2 separate regions of the Mus musculus genome follow, and region 2 is linked to region 1. Evidence: chromatin contacts called from public HiChIP or PLAC-seq data. All regions are on one chromosome and are shown on one strand. Each heading gives the region's core, a stretch centred on a gene start, on an enhancer-like site or on the middle of the called end of the contact. The rest is flanking DNA. Distances are from core to core; before and after follow the strand shown.

What was found. HiChIP or PLAC-seq counts read pairs in DNA pulled down with a chosen protein or histone mark.
Region 2: a contact with region 1 is called in an HNF4G HiChIP or PLAC-seq map of pancreatic cancer cells. The contact joins two enhancer-like sites. A contact is called at or near these places in 1 of 39 promoter capture datasets (embryonic stem cells), 5 of 484 Hi-C or Micro-C datasets (CD4 T cells, CD8 T cells, the G1E-ER4 cell line and 2 more), 5 of 115 datasets of contacts at active chromatin or transcription factors (effector CD8 T cells, embryonic stem cells, epiblast stem cells and 2 more) and 2 of 9 other capture datasets (adipose tissue and liver).

The regions. Positions count from the first base shown.
Region 1 is chr8:122,291,427-122,299,190 of GRCm38.p6, reverse strand. All of the region lies in intron 1 of Zfpm1 (zinc finger protein, multitype 1), which reads right to left. Among named protein-coding and RNA genes, the nearest start is that of Gm39269, 10 kb to the right of the region's middle. RefSeq lists enhancers at 2,140-2,563, 2,585-2,940. Within about 2 kb of position 4,715, at least 143 of the 459 cell types and tissues checked have an H3K27ac peak or open chromatin away from gene starts, as enhancers often do. A contact at or near this core is called in pancreatic cancer cells, where this site is marked.
Region 2 is chr8:122,581,001-122,588,764 of GRCm38.p6, reverse strand. It overlaps Galns (galactosamine (N-acetyl)-6-sulfate sulfatase), which reads left to right. Exons shown (of 14, transcript NM_016722.4): 12 at 3,732-3,853; 13 at 7,597-7,714. It also overlaps the pseudogene Gm34962. Among named protein-coding and RNA genes, the nearest start is that of Aprt, 8.0 kb to the right of the region's middle. Within about 2 kb of position 2,989, at least 95 of the 459 cell types and tissues checked have an H3K27ac peak or open chromatin away from gene starts, as enhancers often do. A contact at or near this core is called in pancreatic cancer cells, where this site is marked.

The DNA of each region.
Region 1 (7,764 bases), core at 3,466-5,965:
GGACGCTGCCCACACTAGGCTGGCCACAAAAGAGCTGGCCATATAGCACTGCTTGTTCACTTGAGTGCACACACCCCACCCTAGAAGGGGAAGTGTGTCTGCCCCCTGGGGTTCCCAATGATGACAGTCAAGCTGGAGCTGGAGCCAGGGGCTGCCATCTTTGAGTCTATGGACTGTTCACAGCATGGGTGGCCCGGGGCCTGAACAGACACAGGATGGGACAGGAGATGTTTCTCACCCAGTGTGTCACAGAGGGTGTCCCCACAGACCCTCTGTGGGGAGCTCATGTCCCTTCCCAAGGAGTCTGAGCCCTACGTCCTTCTCTGTCTTGCCTGGTCCTCTCTATCCCGTGTGGTCTTTGATGGTTGACCTGCTGACTGCTTCTGTGCCTGGCTGTGAGCATCACGAGGGTCCACCCCAGGTCACGTGGGTTTGGAACTCAGGACATCCTAGAAGGTGACGCATACCTTCCTCAGTCACTACAGAGGCACCGAGCAGTGGGTCTGACAGAGTCAGGACCCACATCCTAGTAAACATGCGTCTATACAGACCTCAGCATTCAAACACTAAGAAGATCTTATTGAGATATGATTCACACACAGTAAATACAGGCTTTTCCTGATGCTTGACGTTTAAAGGCAAGAATCTTTACTGAGGAAAAAAAGGTATGTGTGGGTGACATGCAGCCCAGATAAAATGCAGAGCTCTGCATGGCGCTGTCTTGTGAAAAGAAACACACGCTGGCGACCTGGGGTCAAATTGGTTCCAGAAACTTTAAAAGGAGTCACTGAAAATCTGCCATCAGTCACCTTCCCTTGCCTATCCCCAGAGGAACCAAGGCTTCACACAGCTGTGATCCTGGCTGGGCCGTGGGCAGCACCGAGCTCCCCCCCCCACCTCCTGGAAATGTATTCCGCTCCCGTTTCCAACCCTTACACAAAAGCCAACTCCGACTTAATGGCCAGAATATGGTGGGCTTCCCTGCCCTGAGCTGCTGCTGCTGCTCTGGCTAGTCCGTGTGTAGCTGCGTGGCCCTCTGGAAGCCTCTGAGGACCCAGGCACCCCAGCCATGTGCTTCACACTGTACCAGTGGTCAGAGGCAGACCTCAGCCCTGGGGCTGAGAAAGGGCCACTGAACACAATGGAGAGCTGAGCATGTCATTGACGCATGACACTTACTAGCGTTCCAATTTGGTACTACCCTGCTCTAAGTATGAGAAACTGAGACAGAAAGTAACAAGGTCTCTGGACCCATCCTTATTCACAGTAGATGAGAACTAAGGCCTCGCTGTTGCCCTTGTGAGGCCTCGTTTCTCTCCATAATCCCCGTATCTCCCTTTCCACCTCTGTTTCTGGCCACCCCTGGCCCCCTATGTCTGCTCCTGGAACCAGACCCTAGGCTCTGCTAGCTGCTCCTGGCTCAGTTGGAGTCAGGACACCCCTCTGTTTTGTGGGGGTGACCCCTGCCCCCTCCTGGTGTACCTGTAGTCTTTAGAAACTATGGCTCCTTCAGCCCAGATCCCTGCAGGTACATGTACGCTGCCCACAACCACTTGCTGGAGTCTGTCAGAGCCTGGCTAGCACCAGCATGCAGGAATGTGGAAGCCATGAACGGAAACTGAGGTGGAAGGCAGCCCTCCTAGCCACCACCCGGCCTGCTCTTCAGGGACATACAGAATGGAGACCTAGCTGGGCTGCAAGGTCCAGGGACCCACATCCGACCTTACAGAGTTCTGGTGAGGAGTGGACGGAGAGGCCCTGGGGGGACCAGGAAGTTCCAGGCAGGGTCCAAGCTGGGGACTCACTGTGCAGTCAAGAGAGGGGATCAGTCTGAGATGGAGACAGATGTGGGCCTATGTACCTCAGAGGGCTAGTTCAGTCCATGGGATGTCGGGGTTCTGGGGTTTGTTGAATGGGGCGGGCATTTAAACTAAAATGAGCTCAGGTACTGCATGTAGGAAGACCTAGGATGGGGAGGGGCACAGAAAGTCCAGGCTGAGCTCCTAAGTCTAAAGGCCCAGGACGGAGCTGAGGTTTAATCAGGGTACAGCAAGCAGCACCACCAAGCGACAAGCCTGAAGATGCAGGACCTGTGGAGGGTCGGGGTGCGCTGGGCCCTCACTCCGTTTCAACAGCTACCTCTGTGAGCTCCCTCAGTATCTTCCCTTTGGCTTAAGCCTGGTTCCTCTGTCAGGACAGATCCAACCAGTAAGCTGGTCCTTTACCCTGTCCCCAGGGGCAGGGGCCTGGGTGGGGCAAGGCCTAGAGAAAGGGAGGCTAGGAGGAGGGAAGAGGGCCGGGGGCCTGAGAAAGCCCAGCCTGGCTGATAGAGGGAGATTGGTTTCAGCCGGAGCCTCGGGCCTGCCAAGTCCACATCCTATCTGCGGCCTGCGCTTACTCAACATTCATCACAGCTGAACTCGGAAACTTTATCAACGCTAAAGGTTGGCGCCATCTCTAGGCCCAGCCACTCCCGTCCCTCCCCTCGATGGGCCCGATAGCCACTGATAGATTACACAAGATTGTTTCACTCCGGGAAGCCATGGCCTGCGCTTCTGGGGGAGGGGCCGCATGGGGGAAGGCCCAGGATATCAAGGGGGCTGGTTGTGCTCCCCGGGGATGGCCATGGCCTGGGGGTCCTGCGATAGGATGGGGCCCGGGCCTGCTGAGGCCACAGCTCATCGCCTGGGGCAAAGAGGAGGAAACAAGCCTCGGAGATGGGCGCTGAGGCTGGAGTGATCCCTTCTCCAGATGGGTGATAAGAACTGAGCCATGTGAGCGGGTTTCACTAATGGAGCCGTCGCTGTGTGGCACAGGGCAGAGGCAGATGGCTACTCAGGAGGGGGTGGCTCCTGTGTGACAGACAAGCCCTCCACTCAGCAGGCTGGGCTGTGCCCATCTGGAACAGCACAGTGCTCTGAGCACTTCCCAAACCCACTGCGGGTGCCCCATCCTCTCACACTGTGGGTGCCCCACCCTCTAACACACTGTGGGTACACAATCCTCTAACACATTGTGGGTGCCCCATCCTCTAACACACTGTGGGTACACTATCCTCTAACACACTGTGGGTAACCCATCCTCTAACACATTGTGGGTACACTATCCTCTAACACACTGTGGGTACCCCATCCTCTAACACACTGCGGGTACCCCATCCTCTAGCACACTGTGGGTACCCCATCCTCTAACACACTGTGGGTACCCCATCCTCTAACACACTGTGGGTACACTATCCTCTAACACACTGTGGGTGCACTATCCTTTAACACACTGTGGGTGCCCCATCCTCTAACACACTGTGGGTGCACTATCCTCTAACACACTGTAGGTACACTATCCTCTAACACACTGTGGGTGCACTATCCTCTAACACACTGTGGGTGCCCCATCCTCTAACACACTGTGGGTACCCCATCCTCTAACACACTGTGGGTACCCCCTCCTTCCACACTGTGGGTACCCCATCCTCTCCCTGCCCTGCTTACACATGAGGCCCTGTGTTGTGTGTCCTTCACGCTCTCACCAACACCATCAGCATCTTCTCTCCACTCCACCTCCACCCCGCTCAGCTTCTGCCCCTCGGCTCTGATTCAAGAATGCTTTCTCAACGCTGTGGGGCTTCCGAGTCATCTGTGTCCCAGCCACGGTCCCTTCCCTGTCTCCGTATCACAGCACTTGGTCCGTCCCTCAGGACTCCTCAGGCTTCCCTGTCTGTGGTAATGCCAGCTTCTCAGACTGACTTGACCCTGTTCCTTTCCTCCATCCTCTTCCTCCCGAGACAGCAAGGCTGATCTAGAAACAAGCAGGTAGCTTTTATCCAGCTCTGTGCTCTGGGGGGAGGCGGGAGCTGCCCAAATGAGATGGATGCCCTCTGGCAGGGTCTGAGAGGCCCCCTGGAAGGCCTCACGATGGGATAGTGTACCCTCACACACAGTTAATAAAAACAGGTGACAGAGACCCTTAGTGTGGGGGCCAGGACTGAGGGAGGCCATGAGGTCACTCCTGACTCTTCCTCCCTTAGGTCTCAGCCTAAGCTCTCCAGGGGACCTTGTTTCCCCACTATTTTGCAATTACACATTAAAACAACAACAACAACAACAAACCCCTGCTCATACCAGTGGCTGTTAGGTCAGAGGCTTGGGGGTGCGGTGGGAGCCAGTGCCCCCGACTGCTGACTATAGACCCTATTCTGTAATACGGTACGCTGAGGAGCGGAGAGGCTGGGGGCAAGGTCAGGATCCCACCTCCGCAGCTTTGAAAAGAATACGGAATGGGCAGCTCTAGAATGGCCCATGATGTGGTGGGGAAACCGAGGCCTGGGGCAGGGATGGGGTTCAAAACCCTCCTGGCAGCTGAGGGACTAGATTCCTTTCCATTTTACAGATTGGGAAACTGAGGTGTGACAAAGACAAACGGAGATCCCTGTTCTTGCCAGAGCCTCAGGCCACAGAGACTTGGTCAGCAACATTCCTAGTGAGTCACCAGGCTCAGGAGGGGATGGGGACAATAACTCGAGTAGGGTCTGGAGGGAGGGAGGGAGCTGCCAGCCTTTGCTGCCTGTCCCGGCTCCACTTCTCACCTCCCCACTCTCATTTGGCACAGGAGCTGACTGTAGTGTTTGTGGAATGCCCAGGTCCTAGTGCCGGAGGGTGTGGCTTAGGCTGAGGTCAGCAGAGCTTACTTAAAGGCCCGCCTGTTCAAGGCAAACACAAGGCTCAGTAAGAAGGCACAGAAGCCCGGGAGGACTTCCACCCAGTGGGTCTGGGCTGGACAGGTACAAGCTCTCGTTTGAGATAAGGCCCCACCCCCTCCATGGAACTGTAGCCAATCTCTGAGCCTCAAGTCTGCTCATTTGCACACACTATTTTCATTGGCTGCTAGTAGGGGCTGGACAGAGGTGGGAGGAATGGACGTTCTGGGGACCAGGGCTCAGTGGTGCTGCTCTTGGGAACCCAGGCCATTTCTAAGACAATCCATAGGACTTAGGAGTTTTCAGGGGAGGCAAAGGTGGGACTGGATCTTGGGGGTGTTCTGGAAAGTGTTAGATTCTGGTGACCCGAGAAAGATTTAGGTAGAAAGGAACTTTATGGGGGAAAACTGGTCCACCCAGGCCCCACTAAACTCATTCTTACCCACCCTGGATGCCTCAGAGGGAAGATGCTGACCCAAGGTCACACAGCCAATGTGCAAGGGGTGCCGTGGAGACCTCCCCCACCCCTAGGCACCACTCCTGGACAATTCCACCCCAGCTGCTAGGTCTCAGAATGGGCCATTTGGGTCTTCCTTTTCCAAAAATGATGAGGCTGAGGGGCCTCGACTTTCTCTTTAGATTTCAGGGCCATCTCTCCTGGCAGCCCTGAGTTGGGCCAGGGGCTTGGCAATGCATGGAAGTCTGCGACGCTTTTGTTCCTGGCATTTGGAGGGGTGAGATAAGGGGGAAGAACCGAGAGTGAGCAGGCAGATAGATGGGCTGATAGCGGCTCCTCCACGCATGGCGCCTATCGCTCTTTTTATCAAGGTTCCCTTTCTTTCTTCTTTTTGTTGGGGGCCTGGGAGGGCGGAACACACCCACCCCATTCCCTCCCACACCCGTGGAGCTGAAGGAGGAGGCCTCTCTCTCAGGCACCAGCCAGGAAGGAAGACAGGCTTGGAGAAGAACCTGGGAGGGTGGGGGTCCCACCTGTCTGCCAGGACTCAGGGTTCCCAAGCTCTGTCTCCTCAGCTCTTCACAAGGACCTGCAAGGACACTCATGGGCTCATCTGCTCTATGAGGTAGCCAGGCCCAGTGAGGTGAAGTGCTTGGCCCAAGGTTACACAGCCAGGTCAGATGGAGCTGGGTCCAGCTGTGCCTCTCTGGCCTGGAGTCTAGCAGTCTGGATTTGGTGGGCAGCGAGGAGGTACAGGACAGATGGGGTGGCCAGAGAATATGGCTAGAGGTTCTGGGGAGCAGGACCAGGGTTGCGGGGCAACCTTTGCATCTCTAGCCCCATCTTACAGATACGGAAACTGAGGCTCAGACCAGGGAGACGCCTAAAGGGTGATGGGTAGGCTGGACCCTAGCCCCCCTCTCATATCCTTGAACTTGATGGTTCAGAGTGTGAATCCCGAGACACCCCAGGTATGAAATCCTGGTGATTAGTCAGGAGAGGGTGGGGACAATAACCCAGGATGACAAAGACAAACTTCTAGAATCATCCAGGTGGGGGTGGTCAGAAATAAGAAGTCCTGCGGGAGCTCTTTGCCCGAGAGGGATGCAGTATTGTCCAGAGGCAGCATGTCCCCGAGTCCTCAGCACTGGGATACAGGCCCGCACTGCCGAGCTCGGCTCTTTATAAGGGGGCTGGAGATCTGAACTCAGGTCCTCACGCTTGCGTGGAGAGCACTTACTGACCAAGCTGCCTCTCCATCCCTTCAAGCCAACATTCTCACCAAAAGAGCCACCTTTGTGTGTGTGTGTGTGTGTGTGGGGGACGGTAAATGAAATTACTACAAGCAATAAACATACCAACTTAACCAGGCATGATGGTGCACGTCTTTAATCTCTGCGCTTGGGAGGCAGAGACAGGAGGGTCTCTGAATTCAAGGCTCTGCAGACTAGACTGCACTGATCCGTGGGTAGGACTGGGAAATCCTGAGCGTTTGCCCACTCTGTGCCCAGGCCTTCACTTTAAAGCGGAGAGACCAGGTCCCTTTATAGAGGTGGGGGGTTATATCTGCAAACACCTCAGAACATCTAGGTAGCTGGAGGCTCAGGTCTGGACAGAGCCTCTAGGTCAGAGTGCCTCCTGTGCTGTGTGACTTTGAGTCATCAGAAGAGAAGTGAGGGACAATGGGAGGACACGGCGAGAAGCAGGACAGGCCCAAGGGTACATCCACCACTCAGTCAAGACAGCTCCCCTCAGCAGGGCCAGCACTGGGGTCATCATACCTGGGGAGACCCAGGATCCCAGGGAAAGTTCCTGCCCTCCTCAGGCCTTCCCTTCCCATCTCTGGGATTCCTGAGTTTCAGTTCTCAGGAATGATTTCATATACACAGGACTGGGAAAAGAGCTGAATGCCCCCACCCCCACTGGGCCCAGGAGGGCTTGAGAAGGGGTTCCTGCCAGTGTGGCCAGGCCACCATGCCAAGGGGTGTCTGGGGCTGACAGACCCTGGTTTCTCTTCTCACACAGCAGGTGCCTCACTCCCCCCTGGCTGCCTTACCTGTCCCTCAGCAGGAGGATTAGCCTGGCGCAGCCCTAATCTCGGCGCATCACACCATCAGTGAGAATCTCGGATCAGCTGAAGGAGGCAGCTTTATCCAGACAAGCTCGCAATGGCACCGGAGTCCCATCTGGGTGCCGCCTGTCATGAGAGGCAGCTGGGCTGAGCTGGGAGACACAATGGCTGTGGACAGGCTTGGGGCCCCCTGGGCTTCCGAGTGCTGCAGGGCCCTCACAGCTGGTGGGCGTGGCTTTGCTGGGGCACAGTGACACTGAACTACCTATGGTCTAACCAGGCACTGCAGGGCAGCAGGACACTCAGGTAAAGCTGCCTGGCAAGGCTGCAGAGGCACCATGTCTGCTGCGCAAACAAGGCCATGTTGTTACACAGATCTGCCCAAGGTGGTGTGGGTACTGGGAGACGCCATCAGTTCTGGAGGCTGGACCCTATGGTCTGGGAGTCCCTGTACCAGAGTCAGCTCAGAGTGGCGCCTGCTGGGCCTAACTGGATCTGACTGCAGTTTCAGTGGCTGGACATTTGGTGGCTACCAGCCTGGAC
Region 2 (7,764 bases), core at 1,740-4,239, 290 kb before region 1:
GTTGAGAGGCCAATAGAGGCCTGAGGTCTACGCAGTGGGTTTCCTGGTAAAAGTCACAGCCAGGCCCTGAAGAGCCAAGGTCAACCTGGGGCCTCCCTGATGGACCCTAGGCACGAGCATGGATCCTACCACCCATGGCCCTGGGTCACCCACATGGGCCCCAGTTTCTTAGCCTTATGTCACCTGTATGGTTTTGCAGGTCAGCCTGTGGAGGCCTTGTACACCCTTTTTTATGAAGACATAGTGCTTTTATTTCAAATGCTAGGGTCTCCACGGGCTGTTCTGAAGGCGAGGCGGAATCCCGCAAAAGATGACCAATTCATGTCATCCGAGCTGCCGGTGGGCACAGATCACACAGCTCAAGGCCCAGAAGCCATGGGCCTGCTCACTGTCCCCTCCTGCTGGCAAGCACATTCGGAGAAGGTTTATCTAGAGGCTCCATGGCTGTCCTGCTAGGGTCACTCTGTATCTTAGACATTCTCTTGCTCTAAAGGCCAGGCCTGAGGGAGGGTATTATGGTCTGCATGCCCTGTTCTGGGTCACTTGAGTATCTTGCTCCACTTCCTTCTTGGGCCTGGGGATCAGTAGAACCCAGAATCCCTTGGTGTGACTACTCCATATGGACTGATGGGCAGGTAGTGATGCCAGGCAGGCCCCACCCTTAACACCCCTTCTGAATGAGAAAACGAAAAAAGGAAGGGATAGGACTGCTCTCAGGTAGAGTGGAGGATAAAACGGAGATCATAGCTAGAGTCAGAGACCTGTCTCTGTGAGAGTCCAGAGCGGACATGACCCTGAGCCTTGTGAGGAGATCCGAAGTGGGGGCAACCAGGTGCAGGAGCCAGGAGGCCAAATGTACAAAAGGGGTGGGTAACCAAAAGGTTGGATCAAGAGCAGCCTAGCTCCGTGCCCCCTGCACTGGAGAGTTCAGGGTAGGGAGTAGGGTATGCCAGCCATACCCTGTAACTGACTGAGGGATGCAGGGAGAACCTGGCAGCTAGGCCTGCTTTGATCTGTTAAGTAGGCACCTCAGCTGTTTGTCTGGTTTGAGACTTTACATCTCCCTCCCAACCCAGTGCTAGAGATCAGCCAGGCCTGGTGGAGGTGAGGAGTAAATACACAGATGGACAAGGGTCCCAGGCCCATTAGGGTTGGGGTCCTGTAGAAGGCCTTGGAAGGAGACGCTTGGTCCCCGCCCCGCCCTGCCTGCCTTCCTGCTGAGCTGGCTGCAGAGATGGAGAACACCTGGAATTCCAGTGAGGTCACTAGGCCTAAGGCCTTTCCTCCCGCTCACCGCCAGGTCTAGCGGCAGTTCCTCGTGGACACTGATGTACCCAGGCCCTCCCTCGCCTGTCCTTTGCTGCCTTGAGATCTGACTAGCCTGGTAGCCTGGTCTCCACTGCCCACACCCGTACTCGGAATCCATCTCTGTGTGTCCATCTTGAGCACTTCCCCTCTTCCCTTTCTAGCCCTGCCCTCTGTAGCTGAGGGCCTAGGGTCCTGTGCGCTGTGAACTAGGCTGGCCACTGCCCTCACCACACACACGCCCACCATCAAGCCTGCTTCTGTCTCTAGGAGGGAGTCTGTTCTCCCATTCATTTTTAATTGGTGGCAGTGTTGTTGGAGGGCAAGCAACGTCTGAGCCAGAATGTTGTCCAGGGTTCCACACCACGTGGCCCGTGCTGAAGGGGGTCTCTGCAGCATCCACGGAGTGAGGAGGGCTGATACTGTTAAGAAGTTGGAAAACACCTGAGATCGCCTGAACTACTCAGTTGTTATTAGCCGAACTTTGTCCTGTAAACTGCCGCTGTCCTCAGTTCTCACGGTCTGACTCAGGGTTGAGGCCCAGGTAAAGGGTGGTTGTTACAGACAAAAGGCTACAATCTGCCTCTGCTAGTGTTCGTGAGCTTCTGGTGTGAGAGAACTCCCAGGTCTTGGGCCTTCACTCCTGGATTCCTGGGGTTGTCTTTTTTTTTTTTTTTTTTTTTTTTTTTTTTGGTTTTTCGAGACAGGGCTTCTCTGTGTAGCCCTGGCTTTCCTGGAACTCACTTTGTAGACCAGGCTGGCCTTGAACTCAGAAATCTGCCTGCCTCTGCCTCCCGAGTGCCACCACACCGGGCTCCTGGGGTTGTCTTAACAAGCCTCAGGTTCTAGCTTCAGACCTAAGATGGAGGTCTCAGCTGCTACACCTGAACTTTGATCTCCCAGGAGAGTGAGCCAACCCGAGTGTCCTGTCCCTTACCACCTCTCCAAAATCAGGAGATTTCTAGCAGTCTGCCTGTCCCCATCCCGCTGTGCATCCAGAGCCAGGCCAGAGGCCTGCTCTGCGGGGAGGATGAAGTGTTACAGCAGGCTGACTTCCCGGAGGTGCCCTGAGGGCGAGCAAGGCACTCACACAACTGCAGCTGTAAGAGAAACCCTAGACCAATTAGCGGGATCTTAATTAAATAGCTTATTTGATTTGCATCCAAATTATAATTTATGAGTTCCATCTAGACCTCTCCATTAACTGTTTGGTATTTTCATGCTAATGGTTGTGGTTTCCTGCTGTGTGCTGCACAGTTTGTCCCCTGGCAGGACGCTCCAGGAGGCCTAGATTCGGGACCCACTTTGACTGTAATATAGCCCACCCTTCCAGTCCCCAACTTGTATCTCTGCAGCTCCTCACAAATGGAACTTCATAGGCTATGGCCTCCCTGCTTTATAGACTGTAAACTGCTGCACCAACCAGCTGTCCATCCCAGAAGTGTTACACAAGGTGCTGCAGACATTTCCTTAGTGAACGGCGCTGCGTGTCAAATGTATACAGACCCTACAGGAAGGTCTCCCACTGCTGAGTTGGCTGACACTAGGGCAACTGAGTCACAGCTCCTGTCTGAGACTGTTGGAGGCGTGGTTAGGGGCATTCTCCATTCCTACATCAGTCCACCCCAAGGAGTACGCAGCGAAATCTCATAGGGGAGGTCCAGGGCAAAGGGCAAGCTTGTACACACAAACGGCTGTAATGGAATCAGACTGCACCCAGGAAAGGTAGCCGCAGCAGCCAAACTATCTGAGAGGAAGCTGCAGGGACTGACTCCGTACAGCCTGAGTATGTGTTCCGCCTTCCCTCTGTACCTCTGAAGGCAGTGGTCATGATTCCACAGCCTGTGCCCTTCCCTCGAGCCTGGTCACGGCTGTTTTGTCCCTTACTTCAGCTCACGTGTTCAGCTCTGGGTCTGCGTTCTCTCAGCTTTCAAGCCAAAGGTCCCTCTTCCTGTGTCTGGTCTAGTGACTCACCCTGACTCGTCATCTTCTGAGAGGCCACTGTTCTCCTGGCCGCACACTGAAAAGGCTTTATGGCGCTCTGAGGAGCACTCCTCAAAATCAAAGCGTTAGCCGGTCCAGACGGCTTCATCTGTTTTGAGGCAGGGTCTCCTGTAGCCCAGGCTGACTTCAAACTCAAGATATTCCTACTTCTATCTCCTGAGTGCTGAGATTACAGCCTAGCTGCCCAGACTATTATGGAAAAAACTTGGGGAGCCGCCCAGAGACAGATGCTAAGCAGTTCCTCCTGAAGCTTTCCCCCATCCAGGAGGTGACCAGATCCAACCGCTCTCACGTTCACTCCCCAGGGAACACCGCAGTACCAGGCGCGAGGGATGTGTGAGCAGCTGGACTAGTAGGGCATCTCTGCTGCATGGGCTTCTGGGTCCTGGATGCCCACTTGTTCTCTGTGCCTCTCATTGCAGGGCACTGACTTCTGCCCCGGGCAGAACGTCTCAGGAGTTACAACCCACACCCAGGAAGAACACACGGAGCTACCCCTGATCTTCCACCTGGGACGGGACCCAGGGGAGAGATTCCCACTCAGGTGAGGCAGGGGCAGGGTCTCCATGCCGCAGAGGAGACACTGGCCAGACAGGCCAAAGGTGAGAACCACGTCTGGGTGCTCTGCCTTCCGTGGAGTTACCCCTCTGGTCTCACAGGAAATGGATGCCTTTGTGTGGAGATGAAGAACACAGACATGGGACCCTGGGCGCCCAACCAAGGAGGATGTAGAGCCTACTAACTCCCAGAGACCTCTATCTTCACCTCAGGCCATGGCTGCCATGCTCTCTGGGAGCTCCCCTCCTGCTTTCTCTTCCTGGTTGCCTCTCATCCCTCCCCATTCTGGGTTGAGTTCATTGACAACCCCAGCAATGGATCCTATACTCTAAGCTACCTTCAGGGATGGCCAAGGGCAGGGGTAAGCAAGTCAGCCATAGGAGACATCCATCCACACCAACTAGCCCTGGGACTGACAGGAGGGAAAGGCTGAGGGCGAGGAGATCCAAGGACTCCATCCCAGATTCTGGAGTACAGTGCTTCAGACCATGGACCCTGGAGCTGAGGGTACCTAGTGGCCTCCACTGGGCAGGAGTCTTTGAGCTCAAAAGTCACTATACCTGGCTAACCTCAACGACAAACAATGGTGGGTTAAACGGTCACTGCAGGGTTCTATCCCTGAAGGGTTCAAGAGCACCCCTCCTAGCTTTCCCTATTCGCAGTGATACTCAAAAGTCACCGCAATCTGTGACTGGCGTCACATCTATCAAAGTGTCCCCATCTCCTAACTGTCCTCAGCTGTCCCCATCTCCTAACTGTCCTCAGCTGACTCGAGCCCAATACACTCTGGCTCTCCCCGGGAGGCTAACACGGCTCCCCTGGAAGGATAGTAGGTGCCTTGGGTCCTGGAATACAAGTCCTGTGTCCATGCTACAGCATTTCTGCCAGGTTGGAAATCACAGCCTTCTGCTCAGTGACAGGCCATAACTTGCTAATGGGAGATAGAGAGGGCTTTGGGACAATAGAAAGGTCCCCGAGGCTGCTCCTACATCCTGCATGAGTACCCGTGGGTCTCCAGCACCTCGGAAGATACGCTTCTGGAAATATGGTCTTACAGATGCCATTAAGATCAAGATGACCGTGAGGGCATCCTGGATAGGAGTGGGGCATTACTCTGAGAGGAGAAAGGACACAGACGCCAAGGGGGAAAGGATGCTTAAGGAAGAGGCAGAGATAAACCAAGAAGCTGGACCAGGCAGGAAGGTGCCTCTCAGGTCCTCTAGAGGAAGTGTGGCCCTGCAGTAACCTAACTCTAAGCTTCTGGCCACCAAACGGTAGCTGAGGAGAGCTTCCTTTCCCTCCCCTAGGCAGAGACTGGTATTTCCTCAAGGCTAACTAGGACATAAATGTTGTCACAAACCAAAGGAGCTCTGGTGGCGTGGGGTGACGGGCTGCAGGGTTGATGGGCAGGGCTATTCTTTGAGATCTGTGCCTATGTGATTGCCACCACTGGCCTCAGGCCTCAGGGTCATCCCATAGATCATGGTGCCTCTCCGTGAAGCCATCTCGTTCGCCCACATTCAGCTTGTGCTCAGCAGTCTGAGTCTTTGGGGACTTGCTCATCCCATATGCCTCTGCCCCAGGCCTGTTTACTGCCTAGAGGTAGCCAGACACATGAAGGCTGTGAGTTCCACTTCCTGTAGCAGCTATCCAGGCCCTGCCCTAAAGCCACTCCCTAGCCCAAGAGCATGCCTCTCCCACGACCAGGCATAAGGAAAGACGACAGGGGTGAATTTATGGAGAGAACGTCCCCGTGAAGACACTCTCTATATAACGCCACCTGTCTCTTGCTTCCCTACAAGGACCCTCTCAAATGTCAAGTGACAGTCACAGACTGGTAGCTGTGGGACATAGTCCTCAGCACTAGCTGGCCGTAAGACAACAGATTCATTTGGCCACAGGGATTTGAACCTGCAGGGATTGGATTTTGGAATGTTGAAGTTAACAACAGGCCACAAACATGGCAGCACGAAGGGAGAAGGGCCTACACAGGCTAGCATAGGGAGGTACCACATAGGGCTGGGGCATGTGGGCAGAGGCAAGCCACTGAACAGCCAGCCAAACCAACAAGGCATTCATCGTGTGTTCCTGTCCTGTTGTGTGTCTCAAGGTACCCCCATCTGTGTGGACAGAAAGCTCTGGTGACAGAAGCCATGTTGAAGTCTCCAGGGGCTGGACTAGGACATAACTGGTTCTCAGGAGCCTAAGTCCCCTACCTAGCAGGACACTGTACTGGAAGTAGACCCAGAACCAGCAGGGAGTAGCCAGCCCCAGCACAAGGGCATTGTGGCCTAGGCACTGAAGGCCTCAGGCCTCTTGGTGTTATAGCGGTGGTCGGGAATGTGCAGGATAACGGGCATACAGTTGACTTCAAATGAGTCCTCCTGAGACACGAAGAAATCTAAGGACTTGGTTCACATGCAGAATTCTCTCCCCACGAGGCAAGTCAGAGCCTGCAGTGCAGATGTCTGAGATTTGCCTGTAGCCTGAGCTTGGCATACACATAGCCCCGGGCTCTACCCTCTTTACTCCATTGTGGGCACATCAGCGTGTGTGTTGTGCTGAGCTGGGCGTCACACAGAGAATAGGCTGAGTGTTTCACACCCAGCTAAAGACTCCTGACAGTCCAGCAATGGCTGTGACACAGGTGTTTGGTGGACGTTGGGATGGTCAGGATGGGATGGGACAGGACACAGATTAGGTACATAGCTCAGTGTAGAGTGCGACCATCCCTAACACCCCCATAAAAGAAAAATATATTTAATCAGTCTTCTCTGGGAGGGAAATTTAGCATTACATTTTTATTTATTTATTTGAGAAAGGGTCTCACTATGTAACCCTGGCCTGGAGCTCTCTATGAAGACAAGGCTGGCCTCAAATTCACAGAGATCAGCCTGCCTCTGCCTCTCTAGTGCTGGCTTTAAAGATGTGAGCCACCAGCAGGGCGTGGTGGTGCACGCCTTTAATCCCAGCACTTGGGAGGCAGAGGCAGGTGGATTTCTGAGTTCAAGACCAGCCTGGTCTACAAAGTAAGTTCCAGGACAGCCAGGGCTATACAGAGAAATCCTGTCTCGAAAAACCAAAAAAAAAAAAAAAAAAAAAAAAGGTGTGAGCCACCATGTTCCCCTTTACAATAACCACCTCCTAGGTGGGGACCTTGGCTCCTCCTGTCCTCCCCATGTTATCTCTAAGTATAGACTTGTTCCCATGGGATGGAAAAGCTCACAGGTTTTCATTTATAGGTTCCTGAGGGCACATGGTGTGGGCAACAGTGACATGATTTAAAATGACAGAAAGATTTGGTCTGCGTAGATGTCCTTGCAGCTTCATGGTGGTACCACAGTTGGTGACAGTACAGAGGTGGTTATATGCCGGCTGCGCAGTGCATCCATTGTCCTCTTGTAGGGCAGTAGTGGCATGCACCTTTAATCCCGGCACTCAGGAGGCAGAGGCAGGTGGATCTATGTGAGTCCAGGGCCAACCTGGTCTACAAGGCAGACAGCTGTCCCAGAAGGCTCAAGGGTCACCAGGTGGGAGCCCACAGCCCACTATGGCTTCAGCTTGCTGTCCTTGCTCTTCTCACCTCTAAAGATTAGCGCAAGGGCTCAGGCTTTCAGGGCTAGACCACTTTATGTCCTAGAACGTCTGAGAGCGTCAAAGCTTCCTGCCAGGAGCTGATGGGCCCTGGTTGACACAACAGCCTCGTAACCAGAGCCGCCTTCTCTCCAGCTTCCACAGTGACGAATACCAGGACGCCCTCAGCAGGACCACCCAGGTTGTCCAGGAGCACCAAAAGTCCTTGGTCCCCGGACAGCCCCAGCTCAATGTGTGTAACCAGGCTGTCATGGTGAGCGATGTGTGCGTGCTGGGGCTTGCTTGTGCTCGGCGACTGCTGCC